Regions from separate parts of the Sus scrofa genome. Here region 2 is linked to region 1. A link is a contact called in public HiChIP or PLAC-seq data. All regions are on one chromosome and are shown on one strand. Each heading gives the region's core, a stretch centred on a gene start, on an enhancer-like site or on the middle of the called end of the contact. The rest is flanking DNA. Distances are from core to core; before and after follow the strand shown.

Region 1 (3,796 bases), core at 883-3,382:
ACAGCTGGATTATGAATTGAGTTGTCTCGGAGGTCCCATTGTGGCTCAGTGGGTTAGGAACTCAACTAGTATCCATGAGGATTTGGGTTCGATTCCTGACTTCGCTCATTGGGTGAAGGATCTGGAGTTGCTACATCATAGGTCACAGATGTAGCTCGGATCCAGAGTTGCCATGGCTGTGGGGTAGGCCGGCAACTGCAACTCTGATTTGACCCCTAGCCTGGGAACTTCCATGTGCCACAGGTGCGGCCCTTAAAGAAAAGAAAAAAGGGGTCCCCTTCATGGTTCAGAGGTTAACGAATCTGGCTAGGATCCATGAGGATGCGGGTTTGATCTGTGGCCTCAGTCAGTGGGTTCAGGATCCAGTGTTGCTGTGAGCTGTGGTGTAGGTCACAGATGCAGTTCAGATCCCACGTTGCTGTGGTTGTGGTGTAGGCTGGCAGCTGCAGCTCCAATTCGACCCCTAGCCTGGGAACCACCATATGCCACAGGTGTGGCCCTTTAAATAAATAAATAAGTAAATAAGTAAAACCAACCCTGACCATGGCCTACAAGGCCCTTCCTGATCTGTCCCATCACCTCCCTGCCTCATCTCGTTCCAGCACCCCTTGCTCACTCTGCTTCAGCCACATGTGCTCCCTGCTTTTTCCCCAACATGTGAGACACACTCCTACCTCAGACCCTTTACACGGGCTGTTCTCTCTGTTTGTCATTCTCAACTCTCAGGCACCCATATAGCATTCTCTTTCACTTCATTTAGGTCTCTGCTCAGATGTCACCTCCTCAGAGATGCCTTCCCTGACCTCAGGGTCCCTCATTTCTTTATGTCCCTTGTGTCACCATCTGGAATTATCAAATGCTTTTACTTGCTATTTCTTCCTCACTACCTAGTCTGGGAACCCCAGGACAGCAGAGACTGGGGCCATTTCATTCTTCACACCAGCCTGAAAATGCTCAATCAATGTTTATGGAGTGGGGAGTTCCCTGGTGGCCTAGGGGCTAAAGGGTCTGGTGTCATCCCTGCAGTGGCTTGGGTCACTGCTGTGACAAGGGTTCTATCCCTGGGCAGGGAACTTCTGCATGCCTCAGGCACGGCAGGAAAAAAAAGTTGCAGAATAAATGGCTCTGTTGCAGATGAGGAAACTGAGGTCAGGAGAGATGAAATCCTTTCCCAAGGTCACATGGCAAGTTAAGGGCAAAGGCTGGTTTGGGGCTCTTACTCATGAGTGAAAACAGTGGGCTCAGACATCTTCCCAAACTCTGTCCTCCCTCTGTCAATCTAGTTCCTTCAGGCCCAAGGCCCTAATTTCCTGCAACTCAGAGGAGTTTGCGGTCAATCTGTTGCTGGGGAGAGAGGGGGGACCCTAGCAGCCAGGGCCCAGGACTGTGGTTTGGGGGACTCCCCCCTTTCCCTCTGCTAAGGAAGTACATTTTGAGGAAGTGAAGTTCTCAAGACACTATCTCCCGGCTGTCTGGCCCCAACGCCAGCCTTACTGCAGCCCTGGGGGTGGGCAGATCTTATTCAGCAGGACTTACTGATAAAGAGAATGAGGCAGAGAGAGGAATAATGCTAGCCCCAGGTCACAGAGCGACACAGTCAGCAGGGCTACAATCTGAATCTCACCCACTGGCCTGAAGTCCAGGAAACCTGGTTTTTAACCACAATTCTGCCCTTCCTCGATGTGTGACCTTGGGCAAATCACTTGTCTCTCGGTTTCTTAGGCAGGAATGGAAAGCCAAAGAATAAAAACGCAGGTTGGGGAGTTTGTGTTGCGGAGCAGCGGAAACGAATCCAATTGGTATCCAAGAGGATGCCGGTTCCATCCCTGGCCTTGCCCAGTGGGTGGGGGATCCCGAGTTGCCATGAGCTGTGGTGTAGGCAGCAGAGGCCCCTCGGATCCTGCGTTGCTGTGGTGTAGGCCGGCAGCTGTAGCTCCGATTCGACCCCTAGCCTAGGAACTGCCATATGCCACTGGTGCGCTCCTAAAAAGCGGGAAAAAATAAAACCTCAGGTTGGTGTTGGGAGGCCCTGGCATGGGCATCATGATGGGCAAGCGTGCGAGGAGGCGAGATGGGAACTCCGCGTCCTCAACTTTTCCGCCAAGTTCCTCTCCATCCGCCAGGTGGCCCTTCTCCACTATGTACAGCCGGGGCGGGGGAGAGGGGGTGTTGGGGGCTGGGGTTTGGGGTGGGGTCGAGGATGGAAGTAGCGGCCTGGTCCCAATCAGGGGTGGGCGAGAGCCTCGTCCTCAGCCTGCGGTTGACCGACCTGGCGCCCTCTCTCCGGGGCGCTCAATAAACATGAAATAGTAATACGGGACGCTGCGGCAGTGGCGGCGGCGGCGACTTGACTCTGCTTGAGGACGAGAGTGCGGGAGGCAGGTCTGGACTCCGAGAGCACACTCAGCCTGTACCTTTCTTGTGACCCAGCAGAGGGCGCGCGGAGGAAGGGGCGCGAAGAGAGACTGACTCTCCGAAGCACCCGGCGGCGGGGATGTGGAAGCGCCAAGGACTAGGGGAGGAAAAGACCCAAGGGGAGTCCACCAGCCAGAGAGAGACCCCAGTCCGGCTGAGTCCACTCCCTCCTGGGGCAGGACAGCGCCCCCCTCACTGGGGACAGTCTGGGGGGTCCAATTCAGGCGAGTCCCCCCCGCGCCCCACTTCACCACCAGAGTCCTTCTCTTCCTCCCGCTCCATCTGCCTCTTGACAGATCGTTTTTGGTGCCATGACTCAGCCCCACAGGGCGCCGGAAGCGCAGGCTCTTACATCCCCAGGTCTGGAGGGGGACTGTGGATGTCATCTCAGATAGGGGGTAGTGCCCTCTCTCTAGTGATTCCTGTGATTCAGGTCTGGAGGGCTCTCTGGATCCCCTTTTTGGTGCCCACGTGAACTCCAACGCAGGCAGCACTGGAACCCCCTGCGTGTGCTCCCTTTCTGGAGAACTGGGCTGGCAGATTGCCCATTCCTAAGAAACAAGATTCCCACTGGAGGCCTTTCAGTTTCCCCTTCCTCCTTCTGCCTGGTGGTGGGGGGAAGGGGAAGGGGGCCGGATGCTGGCACCAATGTCCTCCCTCCCACCCAGCCACTGGAGGCCACACAGGCCCAGAGTGAAACAGAAACCTGAGCCCCTGTGGGGATGTGGTTGAGGTTCCCGTTTTTTCCTTCCCACCCTAGAGGAGCAGGGTCTACCAGGCCCCACCTCCTCTCCCAAATCTGGGTCCCTGAGTGCCTATCTATGGAGCACTCCCTTTGTAAGTCTTTTACAGACACCCCCAACCTCAGAGTCCTCTCCAAATCACTCCCACAGGGCAGTGCCAACAAAAGCTCCACTTTACAGATGAGAAATTGGGGCTCAGAGAGGGCAAGACACTTGTGCCAGGACACACAGGCATCAGACAGACCTGTGCTGGAATCTCAGCTCTGCCACTTCCTGATTGTGTGAACTTGGTCAGGAAGGAGAAGGGGCTTCACCCCCCTGGTCCTCAGTTTTCTCCAACAGGAATACCTTGTGGGGCACTGGGGATGAAGATGTGTGAAAAAGTCCTCAGCATGGAGCCTGAAAATGAGCCATTAAGAGATGGATCACACTAAGATAATGATGCAACCACTCAGCCACTATCCCCAGAGAGTCAGCACCCCTAGAGACCAGGGTAGAGGGAGTTCCTGGGGCCTAAAAAGGCAATAGCACCCAGTTTCTACTGCACCCCGCCCCTTCTCCTGGGTCTCTCAGGACAGTGACTTGAGCCAGTTTGGCTCACTGCCCCTGGGTCTTGGCATTTCCTGTTGACTCCAGCT
Region 2 (3,562 bases), core at 791-3,290, 120 kb before region 1:
TGTAGGCCAGCAGCTACAGCTCTGATTTGACCTCTAGCCTGTGAACTTCTGTATGCTAAGAGTGCGGCCCTAAAAGAGCAAAACAAAGAAACAACAATAACAAAAAGCAACAACAGATAAATGGATAAAGATGTTTATAGACACAATGGAATATTACTCAGCCGTAAAAAACAATGACATTTTGCCATTTGCAGCAAAACGGATGGACTTGGAGGGCATTACAGTAAGTGAAATAAATCAGACAGAAAGACAAACATGGGGAGTTCCCTTTGCGGCTCAGTGGAACTGAATCCAACTAGTATCCATGAGGATGGATCGAGACATGGTTTTGATCCCTGGCCTCGTTCAGTGTGTTAAGAATCCAGTGTTGCCATGAGCTGCGGGGTAGTTCTATGAGGCAGCTCAGATTCTGCGTTGCTGTGGCTGCGGAGTAGACTGTCAGTGGCAACTCCAATTTGACTCTTAGCCTGGGAACTTCCATAAGCTGCTGGTGTGACCTGCAAAAAGTTAGGTAAATAAAATAAAAATTAAACAAAGACAGACAAATACTGTACGATATTTATGTGGAATCTAAAAAATACAACAAACTGGAGTTCTCTGTTGGCTCAACAGGTTAAGGATCAGCGTTGTCACTGCTGTGCTGAGGGTGTACCCATAAAACCAAAACGCAACAACAACAAGCTAATGAATACAACAAAGAAGGAGCAGACACAGATACAGAGAATAAACGGTTGCCATTGGTGGGGAGGGGCAATGCAGGGGAGGCAAGACACAAATGAATGAGTGTAAGATAGGCTACGAGGCTGTATTTACAACACATGGGGAACATAGGAAATATTTTGTAATAACTGTAAATGGAGTGTGACCTTTAAAAACTATATAAAAAGAAGTTCTGTTTTGGCTTAGTGGTTAATGAACCCGACTAGCATCCATGAGGACGTGGGTTCGATCCCTGGTGTCACTCAGTGGGTTAAAGCTCTGGCATTGCCGTGAGCTGTGGTGTAGGTTGCAGATGCGGCTCGGATCCCAAGTTTCTATTGCTGTGACGTAGGCTGGTGGCTGCAGCTCCAATTTGACCCCTAGCCTGGGAAACACCATGTGCTATGGGTGCAGCCCTAAAAGGACAAAACAAACAAACAAAACTGTATAAAAAATTAGAAAAATTACAAAAATAATTTTTTGGGTTGCACACAGAAGTTCTAGGCCAGGGATAGAATCTACACCGCAGGAGTGACAATGCTGGGTCCTCTAGCCACTAGGGCACTAGGGAACTCCCTAAATTTTTTTTAATAAAAGAGTAACATTAGGAATAGTAGTAAAAGCAGCTACATTTGTCCTGTGCAGCATGCAAACCACAGTTTCTGGGAGTTCCCATTGTGGCACAGCAGAAACAAATACGACTAAGAACCATGAGGTTTCGGGTTCGATCCCTGGCCTTGCTCAGTGGGTTAAGGATCCTGCATTGCCGTGAGCTGTGGTATAGGTCGCAGATGCGGCTCAGATCTTATGTTGCTGCGGTTCTGGCGTAGGCCCGGCAGCTGTAGCTCCGATTAGACCCCTAGCTTGGGAAACTCCATATGCCTGTGGCTGCGGCTCTAAAAAAAAAAAAAAAAGCCGCAGTTCCGGGCATGGAGTGGAAGAATTTATCAGCGAGTGAATGAAGACATTAATTAGTAAATATGTAGGGTATTAATTAATTAGGCACACATTGAGCACCCAGCCAGCACTAGTCACTGAGGCCCCAGGCATGAAAAACACAAGTCCCTGCTCTATGGGATGAATACCCGCGTGGTAGTGACAAGAGAAACGAATGAGTGGCTGGGTGGTGGTTGGTTGGATGGTTAGATGGATGAATGGATGGATGAATAGTTTGTTGGCTGGATGGATAGATGGTTGGTCTGAGATCTCCGCCCAGCCCATCGACACTCCAGGATGCAAAGGGAAAGTGAGGCGGGGCAGCTGTCCCAGCCGAAGCTCCGCCCTCGCAGCGTCTTCTCGTCGGCCGACAGCGCCGCTCACCTGGAGACCTCCCCTTTAAGACGCGCTCACCTGGGTCCTCACCTGCGCGCGGGCGCTTCCGCAGGAAGAAGGAAGCGGCGCCACTGTCGCCTCCTGGAGTTCCCTTCCCACCTCCCTAGTCCGCCGGCCGCCACCATGTCCGCCTCCGCTGTCTTCATCCTCGACGTTAAGGGCAAGGTGAGGCTGGGGGCGGGGAGGAGGGGACGGACAGGTGAGGCTCCGCTCTCCCCGACCCAGGGGCGGGCCTCCGGGTCTCGAGGCCCCAGAAAGCTCTGGTGTGTAGGAACACCCCTCCCCCAAGGCCTGGGTGTCCCGCGCTAATCCCACCTTCGCTGTTTACCAGTCGCGTGTCTGAGGCAAGGGGCCTCGCCTCTCTGAGCCTCAGTCTCACTGTCCATGCAAATGGGAATGAATAAGACAGTCCCCACCCAAGAAGAAAGAACACAACCCCATGTCTGTATATTAGTTAGCACAGTTCCCCTGCTGCAAACATTTGGCATTTAATCTGTTGAAATTATTTCTATCATCATCCTCCATATTATTATTTGGGGAGAACAGCACAGGCAGAAGACCCTAATTATCCTTTGAGGCTGCCTTGTCCCTTCTTGGAATCCCCTCCCATTTGTCATGTCATTCAATAGCAATAATAATAGTGGTGGTGAGAGTAATATTCCTGATAATAATATTGAAAGCTAAGGTGTGTGAGGACCTGCTTAGTGCCCGCTGGGTTCTAAAACACTGGACTACATAACCTCCCCAAGTAGGTACTACTATTATTGACTGCTACTGCCTGCCAGACAGAGCATATGAACTAGAAGATGTATATGGGTATAATCATTTTTCTTTTTTTGTTTTTTCTTTATTTTTTTGGCCACGCCCATGGCATGCGGAAATTCCTGGGCCAAGGAATCGAACTCAAGCTACAGCTACAACTGGAGCCACAGCAGTGACAACGGTGGACCCCTAACCTGCTGAGACACTAGGGAACTCTTCTTTCCTTCCTTTCTTCCTTCTTTTCTTTCTCTCTCTCTCTTTCTTTTTTTCTCTCTTCTTTCTTTCCTTTTTTTTCCCTTTATATGGTGTTCCCCTGGGCTAGGGATCAAATCCCAGCAGCAGTTGTGACCTGTGCTGCAGCTTTGGCAACACCAGATCCTTCACCCACCGTGCCAGGCTGGAGATCAAACCTGCATCCCAGGCTGGAGATCAAACCTGCACAGAAACACTCCCAATCCCATTGTGCCATGGTGGGAACTCCTCTCTTTCTTTCCTTTCATCATCTCTACCTTACCTATTTGGTGATAGAAGCCGTGCTTGAGAGCAGGAATTCTAGAGCCAGGATTCAATTCTTGGCTTCCCCACTTACTGTGGAGATGATTCATACCTCAGTTTCCCCATCTGTAAAATGGAAATGATGAGATCACCAACCTCACGCTTGTGGTGACAATGAAATAAATCATCAAACAGGAGTTCCCGTCATGGCTCAGTGGTTCACGAATCTGGCTAGGAACCATGAGGTTGTGGGTTTGATCCCTGGCCTTGCTCA

The links. HiChIP or PLAC-seq counts read pairs in DNA pulled down with a chosen protein or histone mark.
Region 2: a contact with region 1 is called in an H3K27ac HiChIP or PLAC-seq map of alveolar macrophages. The contact joins the promoter of AP1M2 here to the enhancer-like site in region 1. A contact is called at or near these places in 2 of 5 promoter capture datasets (fetal liver and fetal skeletal muscle), 3 of 47 Hi-C or Micro-C datasets (alveolar macrophages, embryonic fibroblasts and epiblast stem cells) and 1 of 2 datasets of contacts at active chromatin or transcription factors (alveolar macrophages).

What each region holds. Positions count from the first base shown.
Region 1 is chr2:69,227,552-69,231,347 of Sscrofa11.1, reverse strand. It overlaps a transcript of PDE4A not described here. Among named protein-coding and RNA genes, the nearest start is that of CDC37, 17 kb to the right of the region's middle. Within about 2 kb of position 2,132, at least 33 of the 83 cell types and tissues checked have an H3K27ac peak or open chromatin away from gene starts, as enhancers often do. A contact at or near this core is called in alveolar macrophages and fetal liver, where this site is marked.
Region 2 is chr2:69,352,384-69,355,945 of Sscrofa11.1, reverse strand. AP1M2 (AP-1 complex subunit mu-2) reads left to right here and starts at 2,040. Exons shown (of 11, transcript XM_021083790.1): 1 at 2,040-2,196. The coding sequence starts at 2,155.